3 separate regions of the Zea mays genome follow, and regions 1 and 2 are each linked to region 3. Evidence: chromatin contacts called from public Hi-C data. All regions are on one chromosome and are shown on one strand. The core of a region is the stretch at or near the end of the contact, and the rest is flanking DNA. Distances in the headings are between cores, read along the strand shown. Region 1 holds the start of LOC100383416. Region 2 holds the start of LOC100277623. Region 3 has its middle 210 kb from the start of LOC100382908.

What was found. A called contact is a pair of places that touch in the nucleus more often than the background predicts.
Region 1: a Hi-C map of bundle sheath shows a contact between it and region 3, with 5 times the contacts expected there. The contact joins the promoter of LOC100383416 here to the enhancer-like site in region 3. A contact is called at or near these places in 5 of 25 Hi-C or Micro-C datasets (bundle sheath, ear, endosperm and 2 more).
Region 2: a Hi-C map of leaf shows a contact between it and region 3, with 2.2 times the contacts expected there. The contact joins the promoter of LOC100277623 here to the enhancer-like site in region 3. A contact is called at or near these places in 3 of 25 Hi-C or Micro-C datasets (bundle sheath, ear and leaf).

What each region holds. Positions count from the first base shown.
Region 1 is chr10:36,163,045-36,166,699 of Zm-B73-REFERENCE-NAM-5.0, forward strand. LOC100383416 reads left to right here and starts at 2,163. Exons shown (of 10, transcript NM_001176069.1): 1 at 2,163-2,280; 2 at 3,045-3,629. The coding sequence starts at 3,068.
Region 2 is chr10:35,494,760-35,498,083 of Zm-B73-REFERENCE-NAM-5.0, forward strand. It overlaps LOC100277623, which reads right to left and starts at 1,691. Exons shown (of 2, transcript NM_001398266.1): 1 at 1,094-1,691; 2 at 245-867. The coding sequence starts at 1,610. The coding sequence ends at 788.
Region 3 is chr10:35,773,970-35,777,818 of Zm-B73-REFERENCE-NAM-5.0, forward strand. No RefSeq gene overlaps it. Among protein-coding and RNA genes, the nearest start is that of LOC100382908, 210 kb to the left of the region's middle. Within about 2 kb of position 1,527, at least 18 of the 20 cell types and tissues checked have an H3K27ac peak or open chromatin away from gene starts, as enhancers often do. A contact at or near this core is called in bundle sheath, ear, leaf and 1 more, where this site is marked.

The DNA of each region.
Region 1 (3,655 bases), core at 913-3,412, 390 kb after region 3:
AGATAAAATAAAGATCCTATCATAGACCGGTATGCCTTTTGATTAACGAACTACCTCCTTTATTGAGGTCAAGATGTCCGTCCGTTCCCATCGGTGTCTTTGCGGGCTTTGCATCCTTCATCCCAAACCTCTTGAGCAAGTCTTGAGTGTATTTTGTTTGGGATATAAAGGTTCCTTACTTGAGTTGCTTCACTTGAAATCCAAGGAAGTAGTTCAACTCGCCCATCATTGACATCTCGAACTTTTGCATCATCACCCTGCTAAACTGCTCATAAGACTTTTGATTAGTAGAACCAAATATAATGTCATCGACATATATTAGGCATACAAAGAGATCACCATTGCAAGTCTTAGTAAAGAGAGTAGGATCAGTTTTCCCAACCTTGAAAGTATTAGTAATAAGGAAATCTTTAAGGCATTCATACCATGCTCTTGATGCTTGCTTAAGTCCACAGAGCACCTTAGAGAGTTTATAGACGTGGTCGGGATACCTGTCATTCTCAAAGCCAGTGAGTTGTTCCACCGTAGATAGATTAGAATAACTACATATTAGATATGTACTTTCGCCGTCACGAGGGCGCGGACCGTCTCGCCCCGTGCTTATATAGTCACAAGCACGATAGTCCGATTGTGTGCCAAACAAGGTGTTCAAGAGTATGCATAATGATAATGGCATCTCTCCAACTGTAAAGTTCAAGCTTCCTGTTCAAGTATCTGCAACAGTACAAGTGCCACTTGTATTCTTAGCATTTGTCGCCTTCCGCGTTGCTTGGCCATCCGGCGAGGATTCTTCAGAGGCCTTTTTTGATTGACGTTCACTGTAATCAACTCAAGTGGCAACAAATCCTTGCCGTAGCTGGAGTGTACACTTCAAAATCATTTTGCGGCTGCGCTGATTTTCCAGAACTGATGGCCTACGAGGTGTGAAGAAAAGCCCCCATCTAGCACTTCGCCCGGGTCGATGTTAAGATCTTTTTGTGTTGTCTGCCGACCACACCCGTATTACTCCTTCCGTTCTCCAGACATAAAATTAAAAACTAAATATTTGAGATGAAAAGTGTTCGTTTTAGCTTTTGTATGAACTTATTAATTCTCTAAACCATATTTTAATTTGGGATACTTATTTTTGAACGGAGAAAAATATCTGCTTTTAGAAAGTTGTTACAAAGTCCAACCACATCCATATTATATAAAAGAAAAATTATACAAAACCTGATGGTTTCTTATGTTCCTCCGTGGCTCTATGCATTGATCGATGCTTACAATTTTGCATGGGAAAGTATCCTGTTCCATTCCTCTTTTCGGTGACACAGTGGGTACTAGTTTAATTGATATGTAATAGCTTTGTTTTATTTGATGATTCAGAGGGTGTCAACATGGATCTCGTCTAGACCTGAGTATGAACCACCTGATCCGATCAACTCCACCGTACCTGCCAAAAAAATTTTAACGGACCTTACCAATACAATGGACTTGTACGAGCTATAGTTTTTTACCACAACAATATACAAGCCTAGTATAAGCTATAATTTTGACTCAAAATCCAACATAACCGGAAAAAACTTACCCGCCATGTCCAACGGAAAGGGCGGTGCGTTGGTGTGCGACCTCCCCTATTCCATGTCTTGGTGGTGGTGGCCCGAATGCTCAACAAGAAAGATCTGAAACTATGCACGAGTTAGACACAGGCCAAACCAAACGACCCACCACACGCTTAAACAGGTGTAATCTGGCCTGTCTTGAACTCGACTACGTGTACTCTCGCCTATCTTGAACTCCACTGCTATTCTGTATCATGCTCTCGACAATTTTGGTATTTTGAATTTGAATACGTCAAGGAAAAGTTGAGATAAATGAGTTCCGTTTCTTTGCCGTGCTCAAGTTAGTTTTGTCAGCGCTACTTTTTATCCTTTCAACACTTGCGTTGCATAAAGATACACTTAAGAAAATACTGCTGTTTCTGTTCTCATATTTTAGATGGGAAAAAAAATCTATTACTCCCCAAAAAATATCTGCCCTTGTGAAGAAATTTCATGTTTGCCAATAATTTCCCATCCTCAGAAGTTTCAGAAATGCGAAAAGAAAATAGGAAACAGACAAAAAAGGCAGAATCAGGAGGCTAGACGAAAGGAGGAGAAAGAGAGAACAATCAGTAGTTTTCTTTCTTGTTGGACATTCGGGCGGCCAAAGCAGCGGCCCCCTTATCTCCAGGGACCAGGGGAGGTCGCACACCAACGCACCGTCCTTCCCTTTCCTCCTCCTCCTCCCTCTCCTCGGAAGGTGAGAACCTCCAGCGATCCTCGTCTTCTGTGTGTGAGTTCTTTGTTCTTGGATGGGATTCTTGCCTGCTACCACCTGATTCTCGTTTCGAGGTGTCCATCCCTGGATACATGGATGGATTAGGATTAGCAATCATGTGTTGTTAGTGGGCTCTGATTCTTGTCCACTTAATCGCTGTTTTTTTGGGGTTGGGGTGGGGGGGGGGGTATTGATTTTGTTTTTGTTTAAAGTTTTGGTTGTGGATAAGCGGCAAGGTATCTTTCTCCGTCTTTAGGTATAATCGATGTAAATGCGAGGTTGAAACACTAATTCAATCGGTAAACGGAGCTCGGTTGTGAATTTCTCTGTCGCCGGAAATGAAACATCTTTTTTGTGAGCCCTCAATTCCAAATCTTTGCGCGTTGTATCGGTGCCCCTATCCATCCAGATTGCCGCGGATTGATTTGCTAGGAAGCGGCAGAACATCTGCCGCTATGTTTAAGCCTGCACATAATTTTTTTTCATTTTTGTTTGGCACAGTTTTTCTTTTGAAACGAGGCTTTCCCCGTTTCCAGTATAGAATATTGTTTGGCACAGTTTATTCTCCATTTTCTAGCACATTTTGATTTTGCAATTTGTTTGAGATGAGATGGATCAAGGGCAACATACTGATGATTGTTATGCACTATTCCTGCGCATGATTATAACTGACCTTTTGTGTGTATCGGAGAATTTTAGAAGATTGGTTTTTAATATTGATTAACCGTTGTAATGTCTTTGTGCAGGTCAAGTGACGGTATTTGTGACCATGGCAGGGACCTTACTCCAGTCAGTTGCCCTGGGAACACCATTTGGGGGTCGCATGAGAACCCATTGTTGGAGGTCCCATGGCACCAGGAGGCCTGCCTCTATGTTGGCAGTGTCACTTAGCCGCCCTGTCAAGATGTCAGCATTTGTGGGTCTAAGATCAGTGCATAGCTTCTCGGTCACACCGACGGTGTCCAATTCCAGGTCGGCAGTTGCATCTTACAGGTCATCGCGACAGACAAGACGATCTCGTTTTGTCACTCAGGCAATGTTTGAGAGGTTCACGGAGAAAGCTATTAAGGTCATCATGCTTGCGCAAGAGGAAGCAAGGCGCCTGGGCCACAACTTTGTTGGAACTGAGCAGATCCTCTTGGGTCTGATTGGAGAGGGCACTGGTATTGCAGCTAAGGTGCTCAAGTCCATGGGAATAAATCTTAAGGATGCACGTGTGGAGGTGGAGAAGATTATTGGCCGCGGCAATGGTTTTGTTGCTGTTGAAATACCATTCACACCACGTGCGAAACGTGTTTTGGAGCTCTCCTTGGAGGAAGCTCGCCAATTAGGTAGTTTGATTATCAAGGTTTCTTGT
Region 2 (3,324 bases), core at 441-2,940, 280 kb before region 3:
TTAAACAAATGGTCTCCTCTTGTAATTTTCGGACTGTTCACATGATATTGACGCTGTAGAAACTGTCATGTTCTTTGTTCGCAAATTTCAGCTCCAGGTGGTGTATGTGGTTTGGAATCTTTTGGAATGGGGTAGGAAATGCATATAAAAATCTTAATGGCTGCGGTGCACATGATTGCATTTTATTTTATTTCGCCGAATCTATCGTTCTGGTCAGCCAGGTGCCACCAAACTGCAAGCGAGAGAGAAGGAAAGCATCTGCACCATTATTACCAAACAGCTGCAGTAGGTAGCAGGTACACCAGCTAATGATTAAGATAACAGTATAGTAATGAGATCCACAGATTTATGTATTCACAATGATTCCCCGATTTGCTTGCAGTACTAATTACTCTGCGCATTATTTTGATCACTACTGCTAGCAGTACAATTACAATAGTTTATTTCCACTGGAGATGGCTGCTGCACACTCGGATGGTTGGTTCATCAGGCAGAGGCAGGTTGCTCAGCTGGAACAGAGAGCACAGCATGTCGGTCGGGCAACCAACCCATCTACTCAGCCCCTATGTGTGCTGCTACCACAACTACCAAACTCTGCAGCTGCAATCATGGCAGCTGCCAACGCCCGCCGTCGCAGCTGAAACGCTGCACCTGGATCACTTTACAGCAGCAGCAACGTGTTCGCGATCAGGTCTGGTCATCTGGTTTCTTGTGTGGTGGCGGCCGGCATACCGGCATGGTGTGTGCTTCCAGACGGCGAAGAATGGCGCGCATGGTTCGGCGCCGTTCAGCTGCAAAGGCGGACGGTGCACGCCACCGCCTGCGCCCAGTACTTGAGCCGCGCCTTCACCTCGTCAGGGCTGTCACCTGCGCTATCCAAAAAGAAAGGACTGCATTCGTTAGAACATATGCCGATAAACAAAGAAGCGAACAGATCGTCGACAAGTGGTGTCCTTGGTTGGTTCCGTGACGGGAAAAGATTCCATCTTGATGTAGACAAGTTGGTTTTCTCCGCTCCGGTGACCAAGGAAGGAAGGAATCCCAAGTCAAGTCATGGAGGAAGACAGGCGGCGATCTGCTATGTGTTGCTTACCGGGGCTGGAGATCTTCCAGTTGGTGACAGGCGGCGACGGCGTGGCGGCATCTGGTGCGGCGGCCTCGTGCTGCTGCGGCTTCTCGTCGTCCAGCTGGAGGCGCTGGCTCATGGAGTAGCACAGCTCGAGCGCCGGCAGGGTGCTCCGGAGCTCGGGGATCTCGTCGTAGTTGAAGCCGAAGCCCAGGTCGGCGCATCCCTTGAGCTCCTCGAGGTCGTCGTCCGTGAGGCTCCTGGACCGCCCCACCGCGTCGTCTCCGCCCGCGAGCACGACGGGTTTCGAGTCCCGCCGCGCCGGCCACGCCGCCTCCCACTGCGCCCCACGCCACACGTCCTCCGCCTCGGGGTCGGCGACGCCGTCGACGGCGCTGGCACTGCCCTGTTTCCGGCTGCTGCGGCGTCGGCGGCGGTTGCGTTGGCGGAGAAGGCGTGCTGGTGGCGGGCTCGGCGGCGGGGAGGCAGAGGCGGATGGGGAGGAAGATGAGGGCTCCACAAAGGCGGAATCTGAGATCCACATCTCGGCGGCGTGGTGTCGTCGCTTGGACACTGAGAGGGGACAGCGAGGTAGTCACGGGGAGGCAAGAGGGTGTGAAATGGTGCTGAGTGGGTGGCGGGTGGGGGCTATTTGTACCGCCGGACCGGATAGAGGCTGGGGAGTGTGCGGTGCGGAGGCTCGCTGATGGTGGTGGTGGTGGGATGTGGGACCCGCCTTGGTGCATGGATGGACGGAATGGACATAACATGTGCCATGCATGGAGGAGCAGGTGGGGAATCATGTCATACGTACCAGTAGTAGTATGCATCAAGGCGTCAAGCATCATGCATGGATGATGGATGTTTCTAGCGATCGACAAAGGGATGCCTCTTCATTCTTCTTTTCTTATTAATGGTCGCGCTCGTGCTCCTCGAGTACTCAACAAAACCTTGTGATTTTGTGTGCCTCAATATATAGTAGGCTTGTTTGGCGAGTTGTTGATTGCGCTATTACTCGATTCATTTAGACGACCTAGCGTTAGCTTGAGTGCTAAACATTGCGTGGTGCATACTGTTACGATAATCATTTTTGGTAGTGTAAAACCAGTCCAAAATATAGTTCCTTTTTACCAACTTTTTTTGTGTGTCCACATTTGAATGAATAATAATAAACATGGACATACATACAAACTACATTCATAAGTTATCGATTGAACGTGTGTTTAGTTTAAAACAAATTATAATTTGGGACTGAGTAAGTATTTTATATTGTAGATAGCAATACTTGCAATATGAAGTTTAAATTAACAGGTGACATAGAGAAAGTGATAGAGCTGCTCGATATAGCTTTAAAACGTGTTCAACAGTTCACCCATATGGTTATTAAAAATATTGTTTTGTATTATGGACTATACTGTTCATAGACTGTACTGTTCATAAAGTGGAGTTTAAATATGGGAATAAGGATGAGTAAGTTGTTGGAGATAGCCTTGCGAGAGCTAAACTATATATCTATCACAACTAGAAATAACTATGGGGTTCCCGCGAGAATTTCCCTATTAAAGGACGGAGATGCTAGTAATTTAGTCTTCACGTAGATCAAAATAGAGAAATTAGTCCCCGCCAAATTTGCGGAACAGGATAAGAAACCATTCTCCATTCCCGTCTCGGCGTACCTACCCTTACAAACTAAATTATATTAAAACCTCAATATATAGTCTATTGTAAAATAACAAATTAAACTCAAAAATAGATGTCTCTTATAATTTAAATATTGTTTGTTTAATTTATATTATTATGATATAATCAATTTGAATTTTCCTCTAAATATTGAATTTCCTGAGACTGATTCCCTAATTAAGATCTTGTTTGATTGTATGAGTGTTGAGCACTAAATTGAGCGGCGAATGGTCCACACCTGTGGGCCGGACGGTCCGCGCGTGCGCATAGCAGATTATGGTTCCGAGTTTTGTGCTACGGTTGTTAGCTAGATTCGCCGAATTAGCTCGGAAATTAGTTTGTAAAGGGTCCAGCCCCCTCCTCTATAAATAGAGAGGTATACGACCGATTTGTAATGATGAATCGAATCAATAATACTTCTATCTCGCATTTATTTCCTGTACAATTAGGAGTAGTTCTAGTCTAGTTCTAGTTTAGCCTCTCAATCCCCAAATTCTCCGCTTCTCTTCGACTCTACGAAGATTAGAGGAGTCTAGGTCGGCCTGCCCGAGCCTATACAACTCATAGGATCTCTCCTC
Region 3 (3,849 bases), core at 277-2,776:
CAGGGTGGCAGAGGTTAATACCAAGCCCCAGAGACACCACATACCTGGAATTTTCAGAAACTTGTCCACCTCTTTTCATTAAAGTAGAAACAATATATATTATAAAATAATAAAATAAAGAAATAAAAATATATAATAGTGTTGTGAGAATTTTTGAAGACCTTTGAAAATCTATTAGGACTCTCCCAACTCATATTCAAACAATAATACTAGATTAGTTAAGCCACCAATAAATAGATAAAGCAAGGTTGATCTCTTGCTTATAACTTGGGTGAGGCATTTTAACATATTTTAAAATTTGACCTCGATATTTTAAATGAAAAGCATAAATAATAATAGAAAATGAGAAAGAAAGTTTTAAGAAATGCCATTTATTGCTGCCATATATACCTAATAGGAAAAAGAATAAATAATAATATTGTATACAACAGAGTTTATATTAACACTAGGATTTATTTGGATATTTGTAAACCTGGGAGTTCAAAACATGAGTTGAATGTGAATTGAATTTAAAGTTAGAAATCAGAAAACATGAAAAGAAAATAGAAAAGAATAAGCTGGCGCTTGGCCGGGTCTCCTTCCTAGTGGCCGACCCACTTAACCTATTTACCTCGGCCACTCATCTCCTTCCCCGCATTAGTCACTTGGGCTGAATCCCTCGCCCACGGGCCCATTACCATTTTCCCCAGTCCACTACTTCTCTCCTCCAGTTTGGCTGACGGTTGGGTCCCACCCGCCAGAAGCTCCTTCCCCAAACCCACTGTGGCGGACTCTGCTCAATTCGCACGCAGGCACCAGGGCGGGGAATGTTGCACGCCTAGAATGAGAGGGTGTCGCTACCGTGATTTCCTTCAGCGTGGAAACCGGGATCGGCATCATTTGGATAACAAACTTTCCCTCTCTCCACGAAATCTCATCCTGTGTGCTTCTCAACGGCCGAATCGGATCCAATCCTAACAGACTCATGTGGTTGTTGGGGATTTGGCATCCGCGACATATAAAGGTGAACCTTGGACTCCTCCTCGACCATAGCTCTCTGGTAGGATCTCCCCCAAACCTCTGTGTGCCTGGGCGTGCTTATCGAACGGTGATTGGAGCACCAACGTGTACGCTCCGCCATGCACCAGCCCGTTCGCGAAGACAACCTTATCGGCCCCTTCATCTCTAGTAAGGAAACACACGCGCGAATCACCCTACCCTCTGTTGCGCGTAGCATCGATCATCCGAGTGTTGGGAGTCTCGGACCACTGGGCGGGTCATCGTCGGGGTAGGCCCCGCCGCCCAGCTCTGTTGCGCCGCCGCTCTGGTGAACGTCGGGATGGGAAGATGACACTGGTGTACCATTGGATCGGTCTCGAGCGGACGATATTAGAGTTTAGTGCCGCTTGGTCGGATGCGTTTTGAGCCATCAATCTCAAGATAAACGATCACAAATGGATTCAGTTGTGAAAGGTTTGGAACCATTAGATTGCCAATGGACGTGCGAGATCACATGTTGGATAACCCTTCAACCTTTTAATCTGGGCGGTCGGGTTTAGATCCGACGGTTGAGATGTGCCCGTACCCCTTCGGTTGGGGCAAATTCATTAAGAGACCCTATAGTTCTCTATAATCAACTTGTGGTCCCACCTAGTCTTAGAACTATCGCAACTAGGTCCAGAAATTTGCGTGCGACCCCTCGAGATTCTGGAGATTTGTGGCCGCAACCCAAAAGGTTAATAAAATGGTTAAAATCAATAAGGAAAATGATTCTTAGTTTAAAAATAATTCATGAAACTGTTTAATTCATATTTAATTCGTTTTAACTCCAAATTAATTCATTCCAGTTGCATTAGACTCAAATTAATATTGTTTATCATCCAGTAACTTTATTTTGTTATGAAATTGGGATTAAAATTTATGCACTTGGTTCATTTTAATCCAACACTTAAAACTTCGAAAATCCATAACTTCTTCGTTTTAATTCCGATTTGGTCCGTTCAAGTCGCGCTAACTTCATATGAATATTTACTATGCACTAACAACATCATTTATACCATATCGCATAATTTTACAGTTAGATATTTGCTTAACCTATGTCTACTAGATTAACTCTTCTAATCAAAGCTAACATGTCCATATATATAAATTTGGTTAAAATATGATCTCTAGTCATGTTATAATTAAGATTAAAGTTGAATTAATTATTTCTTTAGATTATCTTTATAAAATCAAAACAAGACCTAGTTTTAATCACTTACACACATGGGTCTCGAACCCACAATCTCATAGAATATTCTCATGCAGTTTGTTCTTATGTTTGGCGTGATGTTATTTTGCTAATACCCTGTTTGTTTGTATTGCTATGACTAGCGCGAGGTTGCGAGTCACCTGAAGAGCAAGTTGGTACCTGGAATCTCAAGTCCCAGGCAAGTTGTGCCCTTGATCACTTCTTTTTACCCAATCATGTTCTCATTAATCATAATGATCTGCATAGGTTAATTTTGATGGGATCCAATAGGTCACCCTAGTTTGGCTATCTTTATACCTTGTTTACCACTAAATTTTTTGGGTAGTACATGTTATTGCTTTATGTGGTTTTGGATATGGAGATACACATTATTCATGATTCTACTTTTATTATCAGTTTGTTATTTACTATTCATGATAAGATCATTATGTTAATTGGAACATGGAGAACCACCCGAAAAAACAGTGCTACCATAAGGGTGGTATGGGACGTCCTTGGCTGACTAATTAGGAAAGCTAGTGGAGGACTACCTTACCCAAAAGGGGCAATGGCAGTAGGGGAGTGGTCATTGTGGGGATGCCCTTGGGTTGATTTTGCTGAGATGGCGGTCACGCGAGGGGTCCCTGCATTGGAGCTTCATAGAAACTGTACCGGGTTTTCTGAAGCTAGTGGAAGTTTGTAAAGGCCTCGTAGTGTTACCCTGCCTCGCTTCCTTGGTAGAGGTGTATGGGAGTCGCAATCCCTTAGCAGATGGGTAACATGACTTGTGGGTAAATATGTGCAACCACTACAGAGTGTAAAACTGGTATACTAGCCGTGCTCACGGTCATGAGCAGCTCGGACAATCACATGATTAATTTATGGAATTAAATTCAATTTGTCATTTGCATCGCATTGGGATTTATTATTATTTTGACTTACTATTACTATAGTTTGGTATTTACTTACATTTAGTAAATTCTAATAAAATTTTGACTAACTTATAAAATCAATGCTCAGCTTTAGCCGTCCTCTTTGGTAAGCCTTACACTTCACATGAGCTCCCGCCTTTGGTGAGTACATGCACATTATTTCCCACAACTTGTTGAGCGATGAACGTATGTGAGCTCACTCTTGTTATCTCACACCCCCATAGGTCAAGAACAGGTACTGCAGGATGAGGCGCATGGAGGATGCTACGATGTGTTTGTGAGAGGTCTAGGTCGTCATCTCCCAGTCAACTTTGGGTTGATGGATCATTGTCTCCTTACAATGTAATTATTTATTTATTTTGTACAAAACTCCTATTACATAGTAAAGATGTGACATTTGTTTCTGTACCATGATTCATCATATGTGTGAGACTTGGTCCCAGCACACCTGGTGCCCCGAAACCCGGGTGTGACAGAAGTGGTATCAGAGCGGATGTTGACTGTAGGATGAAACCTAGATAGATATGAACAACCCTTACATACTTATCTTTGCTACTCTGATCCTTTCTAAACTTTCCTTAATATTTTCTCATCCACTGTTGCTTTACTCTGATTACTCTTACCTTTTCATTCTAAAGACAAAAGTGGATTTCACACTTTGAAATCTCGTACCTAAAGTGACCTTTAGGAATAGGACACCTAATCTTA